Linked DNA regions of Cyprinus carpio: region 2 is linked to region 1. A link is a contact called in public Hi-C data. All regions are on one chromosome and are shown on one strand. The core of a region is the stretch at or near the end of the contact, and the rest is flanking DNA. Distances in the headings are between cores, read along the strand shown. Region 1 holds the start of LOC109082867 (transmembrane protein 160-like). Region 2 has its middle 5.6 kb from the start of LOC109072331.

What was found. A called contact is a pair of places that touch in the nucleus more often than the background predicts.
Region 2: a Hi-C map of liver shows a contact between it and region 1, with 2.8 times the contacts expected there. The contact joins the enhancer-like site here to the promoter of LOC109082867 in region 1. A contact is called at or near these places in 2 of 8 Hi-C or Micro-C datasets (liver and skeletal muscle).

Annotation. Positions count from the first base shown.
Region 1 is chrB15:9,807,847-9,813,014 of ASM1834038v1, forward strand. It overlaps LOC109082867 (transmembrane protein 160-like), which reads right to left and starts at 3,118. Exons shown (of 4, transcript XM_019097710.2): 1 at 2,844-3,118. The coding sequence starts at 3,044.
Region 2 is chrB15:9,899,345-9,904,741 of ASM1834038v1, forward strand. It overlaps the pseudogene LOC109072330 and the pseudogene LOC109072328. Among protein-coding and RNA genes, the nearest start is that of LOC109072331, 5.6 kb to the right of the region's middle. Within about 2 kb of position 1,362, at least 7 of the 8 cell types and tissues checked have an H3K27ac peak or open chromatin away from gene starts, as enhancers often do. A contact at or near this core is called in liver and skeletal muscle, where this site is marked.

The sequences.
Region 1 (5,168 bases), core at 1,868-4,367:
TCTATCATATTCTTAAAATAAATAAATAAATAAATAAATAAACCCTGGCTACGTGTTCTGTACTAGACTAACTGGGACTCGTCATGGCACTTGTATACCGTTGTTGTTCTCTTGTTGATCTGATTGCTTCTATTGTTCTCATTAGTAAGTCGCTTTGGATAAAAGCGTCTGCTAAATGATTAAATGTAAATGTAATATAAAAAGGAGCAATTGTAAATTAACAAATACAGTAATACTCTGTGTCTGTGTTTACCAGCGCATCATCTCTGTTTAGCTCAGTGAAGTATTGTTATATACAGTAGTACTAATACTCTGTGTTTACCAGCGCATCACCTCTGTCTAGCTCAGTGAAGTAATGTTACACAGTAATACTCTGTGTCTGTTTACACCTCTGTCTAGCTCAGTGAAGTAATGTTATGTAATGTCTGTACCCACCGTAACCTCTGTCTAGCTCAGGGAAGTAATGTTACCACAGTAATACTCGGTGTTACCCAGCGCATCAGCTCTGTCTAGATAAGTGAAGTACTGTTATAAAGTAATACTCTGTGTCTGTTTACCAGCGCATCACCTCTGTCTAGCCCAGTGAAGTACTGTTATAAAGTAATACTCTGTGTTTGTGTTTACCAGCGCATCACCTCTGTCTAGATAAGTGAAGTACTGTTATAAAGTAATACTATGTGTCTGTTTACCAGCGCATCACCTCTGTCTAGATAAGTGAAGTACTGTTATAAAGTAATACTCTGTGTCTGTTTACCAGCACATCAGCTCTAGCTCAGTGAAGTACTGTTACACAGTAATACTCTGTGTCTGTTTACCAGCACATCAGCTCTGTTTAGCTCAGTGAAGTATTGTTATATAGTACTAATACTCTGTGTTTACCAGCGCATCACCTCTGTCTAGATAAGTGAAGTACTGTTATAAAGTAATACTATGTGTCTGTTTACCAGCGCATCACCTCTGTCTAGATAAGTGAAGTAGTGTTATAAAGTAATACTCTGTGTCTGTTTATCAGTGAATCAGCTCTGTCTAGCTCAGTGAAGTACTGTTACACAGTAATACTCTGTCTGTTTACCAGCGCATCAGCTCTGTCTAGATCAGTGAAGTACTGTTACACAGTAATACTCTGTTTACCAGGGCATCAGCTCAGTCTAGATAAGTGAAGTACTGTTATAAAGTAATACTCAGTGTCTGTTTACCAGCGCTTCAGCTCTGTCTAGCTCAGTGAAGTACTGTTACACAGTGATACTCAGTGTCTGTTTACCAGCGCTTCAGCACTGTCTAGCTCAGTGAAGTACTGTTACACAGTAATACTCGGTGTCTGTTTACCAGCGCTTCAGCTCTCTCTAGCTCAGTGAAGTACTGTTACACAGTAATACTCTGTCTGTTTACCAGCGCATCAGCTCTGTCTAGATCAGTGAAGTACTGTTACACAGTAATACTCTGTTTACCAGGGCATCAGCTCAGTCTAGATAAGTGAAGTACTGTTATAAAGTAATACTCAGTGTCTGTTTACCAGCGCTTCAGCTCTGTCTAGCTCAGTGAAGTACTGTTACACAGTGATACTCAGTGTATGTTTACCAGCGCTTCAGCACTGTCTAGCTCAGTGAAGTACTTTTACACAGTAATACTCGGTGTCTGTTTACCAGCGCATCAGCTCTGTCTAGCCCAGTGAAGTACTGTTACACAGTAATACTCAGTGTCTGTTTACCAGCGCATCAGCTCTGTCTAGCTCAGTGAAGTACTGTTATAAAGTAATACTCAGTGTCTGTTTACCAGCGCTTCAGCTCTGTCTAGCTCAGTGAAGTAATGTTACACAGTAATACTCTGTGTCTGTTTACCACCGCATCACCTCTGTCTAGCTCAGTGAAGTAATGTTACACAGTAATACTCGGTGTCTGTTTACCAGCGCATCAGCTCTGTCTAGATAAGTGAAGTACTGTTATAAAGTAATACTCTGTTTACCAGCGCATCAGCTCTGTCTAGCTCAGTGAAGTAATGTTACACAGTAATACTCGGTGTCTGTTTACCAGCGCTTCAGCTCTGTCTAGCCCAGTGAAGTACTGTTACACAGTAATACTCTGTTTACCAGGGCATCGGCTCTATCTAGCCCAGTGAAGTACTGTTACACAGTAATACTCTGTTTACCAGGGCATCAGCTCTGTCTAGCCCAGTGAAGTACTGTTACACAGTAATACTCAGTGTCTGTTTACCAGCGCATCAGCTCTGTCTAGCTCAGTGAAGTACTGTTACACAGTAATACTCTGTCTGTTTACCAGCGCATCAGCTCTGTCTAGCTCAGTGAAGTACTGTTACACAGTTATACTCTGTCTGTTTAGCAGCGCATCAGCTCTGTCTAGATCAGTGAAGTACTGTTATACAGTAATACTCTGTCTGTTTACTAGTGCATCAGCTCTGTCTAGCTCAGTGAAGTACTGTTATACAGTAATACTCAGTGTCTGTTTACCAGCGCTTCAGCTCTGTCTAGCTCAGTGAAGTACTGTTATACAGTAATACTCTGTGTCTGTTTACAAGCGCATCAGCTCTGTCTAGCTCAGTGAAGTACTGTTATACAGTAATACTCTGTCTGTTTAGCAGCGCATCAGCTCTGTCTAGCTCAGTGAAGTACTGTTACACAGTAATACTCTGTCTGTTTACCAGCGCATCAGCTCTGTCTAGCTCAGTGAAGTACTGTTATACAGTAATACTCTGTCTGTTTACCAGCGCATCAGCTCTGTCTAGCTCAGTGAATTACTGTTATACAGTACTAATACTCTGTGTTTATCAGTGAATCAGCTCTGTCTAACTCAGTGAAGTAATGTTACACAGTAATACTCTGTGTTTACCAGTGCATCAGCTCTGTCTAGCTCAGTGAAGTACTGTTGCTCCGGTGATGATCGTGATCTGTTCAGCGGGGTTTTCTCCGCCACGCGTCGCGCGCTCTCCCGGTGAAGTGCTCGCGCTGGAGCCCAAACATACTGCAGCAGCAGCGGCCGCCGCACGAGCCGAGAAAACCGCTTGCATGTTAACCAACTTATGGAAGCCATTGCTTGTGATGTGGGATAAACTCAAAACACGACCTTTGCCCGGCCTCTAAACTTTGACACTGCAGGTGAGCGTGCGTAAAGACGCTGCCGCGCGCTCGCAGGAGTGTGCGTGGATTTCAGTGGCGCCATCTATCTTTAGTTTCTCATGTCATGTAAGTATCTTTATCTACAAACCTTTACAAACTTTCACCATTTTAATTGCTTGCTGTGTTATAGAAAGTCGTATGGTAACCTATCAGTCTAATACTACAAAAAATGTTTTGTTTGTTTGTTTTTGTTTTGTTTTGTTTTTTTTGCAGGAGAACTTATTGTACATTTGTGAATATGGAATTTTGCTAGTAAAAAAAAAAAAGATTTATCATGTAAACATGAGTATGCTTTTCTTGTCTGTTTTCTTAAGATACAAAATAATAAAAATTTCCATAACAAAACAACTGTCAATATTTTGTACAATAAAATCACAGACATTCTGCCAAAATTGTTTTACAAAAGAGGAATACCAAAACAAATGTACCACAGTTTCAGGGCCACTGACACAAACGGAGCAACTAAAATTAATATCAGATTTAATTATGTAAGCCTATTCGTATTAAATATCACTGATACCTGTATTTTTATTTATTAATTTACAATTCTTTGTCAGATACTGCATTTTAAAAAGCTTTTTATATATATATATATATGTGTATATATATATATATATATATATATATATATATATATATATATATATATACATAACCAAGGATGCCTCTCACCCTAACCATGGACTTTTCACTCTCCTTCCATCCGGCAGACGTTACAGGAGCCTACGCTCTCTAGCAGGACTAGCAGGCTCAGGAAGAGCTTCTTCCCCGAGGCCGTGACCCTTCTTAACGCCACACCAACAATCTAACCGGCACCTACTTTATTACTGCACTGGTCACTGGTCAGTACTTTACATACATGTATTTGCACTACTCATATTTTGCACACTGCACACTGTTCTAGTTATCGCACTGTAAACTAAGTTGTTACTGTACAAAGCACAGTAAACTATTCTATAAAAATATAATTGCACTACTTTTATTTTACATAGAATTCATTTTAACAATACTTTTGCACACTCATCCAACTGTATTTATTACCACTGTTCTCACATTGCTGCTGTTCATAATGTGTATATATAATCCTACATTGCTCTGTTCATTATGTACATACAATCCTACACTGCATTCCTATTTATATTCTGTATATACTCTGCTCAATACTGTATATAGCAACCCCACTGTACATTCTGTAAATCATAGCTTCACTCACTCTGCACTTTTATGTATATAAAACACTATATTCTTGCACTTCTGGTTAGATGCTAACTGCATTTCATTAGCTCTGTACTTGTACTCTGCATAATGACAATAAAGTTGAATCTAATCTAATCTAATCTAATATATATATATATATATATATATATATATATATATATATATATATATAATATATATATATATATATATATATTATTAAAGTTTAAAGGTTTTAAAGTCCTATAAAGATGCAGTCGACATAGTGTCCATTAGGTGGAGCCAAAACACAACAAAACATTATAGTGTACAAACTTTTATGTGTACCCAAGCTCATTTTCGCCACACTCTTTGGTAAATCATATTTTTGAAGAAAAGTCGAAATTATAAGAAAGTAGGTCATAAAAAAAAAAAAAAAATGAAAAAAGTCGAATTATGTGGGAAAAGTTAATAGCCTATGACAGTCAAAACCTTTTGTAATTTTTTTGTCATAGTTTTGACTTATGTTATGATTTTCATTAGTATGTAATTTTGACTTTTTCCCACAATAATGAACATATTATCTCATAATTTAGACTTTTATGCCATATCTATTGATGGTTGGACTTTCATATTATTTTTGATAAGTCTTGTGTGAATGTACATGATAATCATAAATTATCATTAATTACAACGCAATTCCAAAGTAACTTTCATAGATTTATATAAAACAAAATTAAATAAAAATATAAAATAAAATGAACTAAATGGTATTTAGGTGTGAACTGCCTCTTTCTTTCTTTCTTTCTTTCTTTTTGGTGAGAAAATGTTATAAATAGCTGCTTCGCAGAATGTTAATTTA
Region 2 (5,397 bases), core at 112-2,611, 90 kb after region 1:
ACTATACAAACATAATATATATATGAAATATAGATAAATGCATGCATGTATGTATGTACTGTGTATATATATAAATATATACACAGTACATACATATATATATATATATATATTATATATATATATATATATATATATATATATATACACAGTACATACATACATGCATGCATTTATCTATATTTCATAATCATAAATATAATCCAGTTTCTCTATTATTGGCACAATGGCATATATAATGTAGTTGACAGTGACACCTAGTGGCATCTGCTAGAATAAGATTCTGACAATAGTGCAGGAGATTAATTCATCTTTTAAAAATACATTTAAACTTTTAATAATAATAATAATAATAATTAAATGTTTTACTTAACATGTAATTAACAGCAGCTCCTACAGCTGACCAGGTGGTGACCCTCGCTGCTGCTGTCCCGTGCCTGAGCAAACACACCAGGGGTCTGTACACTGACATGACCGAGGACAGTACACATACCACTCGACCACTACACAGTCAACAAAACCGACAACTGCACTACCTACACCAAACAAACGGAGCAGCACTGCAGTCAAACGCAACTTTACGGGTTTTAAGAAAAGTGGCATAGCATTCTCCTTCTAATGACAGTAAACTCAGAGATTTTACAGCAGCACTTTCGACACAGAAACAAATTCGAGAGAATTTCTAAAGCCATATATCACTCTTTAGGAAAGCTAAAATGTGTTTAATTAAAATAATACAGTTAATAAATTAATTTACAAGATGTTCAAAGATGTTGAATTTAAACTTAGTTTAAGTCGAAAGTGAATATAAGCGAATAATCGTGGTATTTCAAAATAAAAAAGCTTCAAATATTATGTGAATTATAAGATTTAGTGAGAGTTCTCTGTATATAACACTACTTCTATCTACTAATAATCTGTCTGTTTCCTGTCACCTTAAACACTTACAATTTTCATCTCATCTCACTGTATATCAACATTAATATTATCATTAATATTTTTACACACCTGAACTTAATTATATTTCTAAAAGCAAAAATACTAATAATTATATACGATTAATAAATGTTTGAGTTAATGGTAGTTGCATAACTGATATTTAATTTGAATTAATTCTGAATATTTTTCTAAATTAATGTTATCTGTTTTTCACAAGTTAAGACAATTATTGAAAATGTTGGTAAATGGGTTATATCTATCTATCTATCTATCTATCTATCTATCTATCTATCTATCTATCTATCTATCTATCTATCTATCTATCTATCTATCTATCTATCTATCTATCTATCTATCTATCTATCTATCGTCTGTTCTAGAAGTGGGCGTGTCTCTCAGAGACGTGGCTTGCAGACGCAGTACGTTCTGTGCGTGCTGTGTGACGCGCACTCACTGCCGCACTGGACAGTCAGTCACGTGACAGGCTTATAGACGTTATGGAGCTGTTTCGCTGTAAAACTTTAGTCCGATTTCGCGTTTAAACTGCAAAAGCGATGGACAGAATGCGAATTTTGACGGCTTCTGATCTCCAGTGATATGTCAGGTCGGTTTTCTATTCCTCTTCAAACAGACAAACGTGTAAACACGAGTGTGTTAAAATCTACAATGTCAATTTCACAGTAAACAACTAGCTAGCTGCTACTTCTGTCGTATTATCTCGAAGATTATGTCATATTGAGAAAATGGAATTGCCAGCTATTATAGTTAAGCAATGCTTATTTATGCCAGCTGAAATACAAATGTTTACACAGTTGCTCAACACTCATTTTGGCTTATGTTGACATATCCAGTGAAAACTATTCTGTTAACTTTATGTGTACTATATGATGGACACACACAGTAAGAATAACGATCTTTTGTCTGAAAACATGTTTTTAATGTTTTGCAGAGTCATGCACATAATCATTCTGTTTACTTATCCTAATGGTTACTGAAAAGTTTAAACACTAAAAAAAGTATTATTATGGTCCTTTATTTACATGTATATCTATTATTCTGCTTGGTGTAATTGTAAATGTATCTGAATACTGTATGTGTCCATCATCATCATCATCATGTATTAAGCCGGACATCACTCCACCCAAGTGTAACTTGATGCATCTATTTCTGTATTTCCTCTTTGTTACGCTATGTATCTGTTATTTTGTAGCTAAACCCCTGAGTCATGTCTGTGGATGGCCCCCGGACCTCTGTTTTCACCTTTCAGTCCGCTGTTCACAGCTCAGTCCTTCGCGCTGGAGGGAGCGCTTCGCTCGCTGGAGGAGCTGAGACAGAAGGAGCTCTTGTGTGGTGACGGTTGAAGTGGAGCGCAGGAGCTTTCGAGCGCACTCTTCAGTGCTGGCTTCCTGCAGCGACTATTTTTACACCAGACTTACAAACCACAGCCGAGCAAACCCCACTGTCAGGTTACCGGATGAGGTAATGCTTGATATGGTGGATGGGTTGAATCTGGAGGTTTTGAGGAAACTATGGTTAAGCCGTCATCCCTTTATGATCTGTTGTAATTATTAACACATTAACACCCATACATACATTTGTTAAAACAAATAAATCATAGATTGAGCAACCCCTAAAACAAACAATATCTGGTTCAACGAAATTCTGTCATCATTTACTTATGCATGAATAAATCCATGAAGGTTAGTGTGAGGGGCAATGTCTTTTGTAAATATATTTATTCAAAAATACATTAAAAAATTTACTTCTTCTATGATGAGCATGTTTATAATTTATCTTTTTTGGGTGTTGTAGCTATCCAGATACCATGTTTAAGAAAAAAAAGGCATCAAATTAATAAAATGTTTGAAACAGACCTTTATTTGTATTTTTGGCATGATATTTTATTATTAATATTATTAGTTACAAAACTGTTAACTCTCATAACTGTGTGTCAAGGTCTATACGTTTCTTAAAATGCTAGATAATTTGACCTTTTTATGACAAGTCAAAGTTAAATATCAACATCATAACATTTATGAATTAGTAATCATGATTGTTACACCACATTTTAAGCTTCATTTCTTCGTGATGCATTTGTTTTGACTTGGATTTTATTGAAAAGTGTGTTTTACACACTTTATCTAACTGTTCTTTGAGTGTATGATGGAAGAAACTAAGTCAAATGAGTTTGGCATGACATGAGGGCGAGTAAATGATGACAGAGTGTTCATTATTGTGTGAACTGTTCCTTTAAAAATTGTTCACATTGCAGTGCTGTCAAATTAGGCCTTATATATTGAGATTAAATTGAGTAAATGAAGTTACAGCAATAATTCAGTAATGCGATTTGCAAATGATTTATTCATGCAGTAATCATAAGTACATCATTAATCTCCCAAGGTCACGGTGGAAGGCTTTGAGCCTCTTCTGCAGTTTGCCTACACTGCAAAACTTCACTTCACGAAAGAAAACATCCTGGAGATCCACAGATGCGCCGAATTCCTCGGATTTCAAAACCTCGATAAAGCCTGCTTTGAATTCCTCGTCCCAAAGTTTTCCGATGGTGGTGGAACCTCAAAAAAAGTGAAGGGTAAAAGCAAGAGCCATGAGAAATCCCAATCCATCTGCAGTCCAAGTGACCAGAACCCTAAAAATGGAGAAGATCGCGTGCCTCAAGATGCAAGCACTGTCATGCAAGCTGCATCTGCAACATCCTCTGAAGAAACTCCTAAAGATTGTCCCCCCATCACAAATGACAAAGAAATGCAGTTAGATTTATCCACGCTTTACGCAAGAAGCACTGAATACCACATGGGTGATGGCCAAGATCAGTTCTGCCTACAGAGCTGTGGCCCACAGTTGCCTTCCTCTTCCATGGCGGCCGCCGAAGCTTGTCCTTTCCTGTCTATTTCAAGCACCGGTGACAATGAGAAACTGCATTCTTCTGCAGCAGGGGACATTTTAGCAATGGAGGACGATTTCCAGAAGGAGCTAGCAATGGATGTGCATTGTGAACCACCTACTGATAAAGACCTGGACATAGCCAGTATCACCGAGGGCCACTTTGACCAACGTGAAGGGCCTCTAATGTCGCCCACCGACGGCAGCCAACTATGTCCTCTGAATTCTGCGCAGTCAAGCGGGGATTTGGACAGCATTTCTGGCGCTCCAGACCTCAGCAACATTGGCACCGATAACAACCAGGTGTTTGATTCCAACGAACAAACCTTCTCTGAACTGACCCCCAAAGATTGCGCCGCAGAACGGAGCACGGTGGAAAGGGAAGTGGCTGAGCATCTCGCAAAGGGTTTTTGGCCCGATTTGAGCTCCACGTTAAATGAGCCGCTACCTTTGGACTCTATCGACCAGTCATCTGCAGGAAATGGCTCGGACTTCCACTGGTTAAAGCATCTGGATCTGGGCGCCGCGCCTGATGATTGTCCCTTCCTGAGAGACCTGAGCTCCAATGATAGACAGACCTCTGGAGGAGACTCTCTGTCCAAAGAGGACACTGAAGACAGTCCCTGCATGTCCCCCATTAACTCAATGGAAAACTCGGAGTGCGAATCGGACGGAGACTGTGCGCAGTGCAGTGAACAAGTGCAAGAGGTGAGCGTGCTTGCAAGTTAGAGTTGAAGTTTGGTTCCAAATTGTAGACCTTAATTTCAACCTCGATTGAGATTCCATGATGTGCTTAAATTAAAAGTTCGAGTCCCTACTGAAAAATGTAACTGAACTGGAGGATGAACACAGCTGCAATCCTCCATAATGCAGTGTTGACGTCTCATTTTTTTTTTCTTCCCAGGTGGATTTGCCATTCCCTGTGGAGCAAATTTCCAGCATGACCCGGAGAGCATTCCTGCAGATGTTGAAACGCGAGCAGCTGACCACAGAACAGCTGGAGTTTGTTCAGGATGTGAGACGGCGGAGTAAAAACCGCATGGCTGCGCAGCGCTGCCGCAAGAGAAAGTTAGACTGCATCTACAGGCTGGAGGGAGAAATTAAGAAACTGGTATAACCGTTTGTCATATCTACTGAATCTAAAATAGTATTTTGTATTTGAACTGGTTCGAACAGTTTAAGCCCCGTTTACCCCATTCAGTTCGACTGAATCAGTGTAGTTTAGTGCAATCAAACCATATTCATAAAGAAAAACCAAATCAAATTCACACAGAAAAACCACATCTGAAATACACATGAATCACAATCAAGTCATACTTCCTTCTTAAACAAAAAAAAGTAGACTGTTAAAAATATACATCTGAATACAAAATTAGTACGGATATACAGAAATGATTTCTTTTTATTTTTTTTTTGGTAACATCTTTACAATAAAATATTTGACATAGTGCATTCAAATCAATATATTTATAAATATATATTAAACTAAAATTAAATTGTGTATATTTATATGTATATGTAATATGTAAACACAAACTTTTATTTTGGATGCGATTA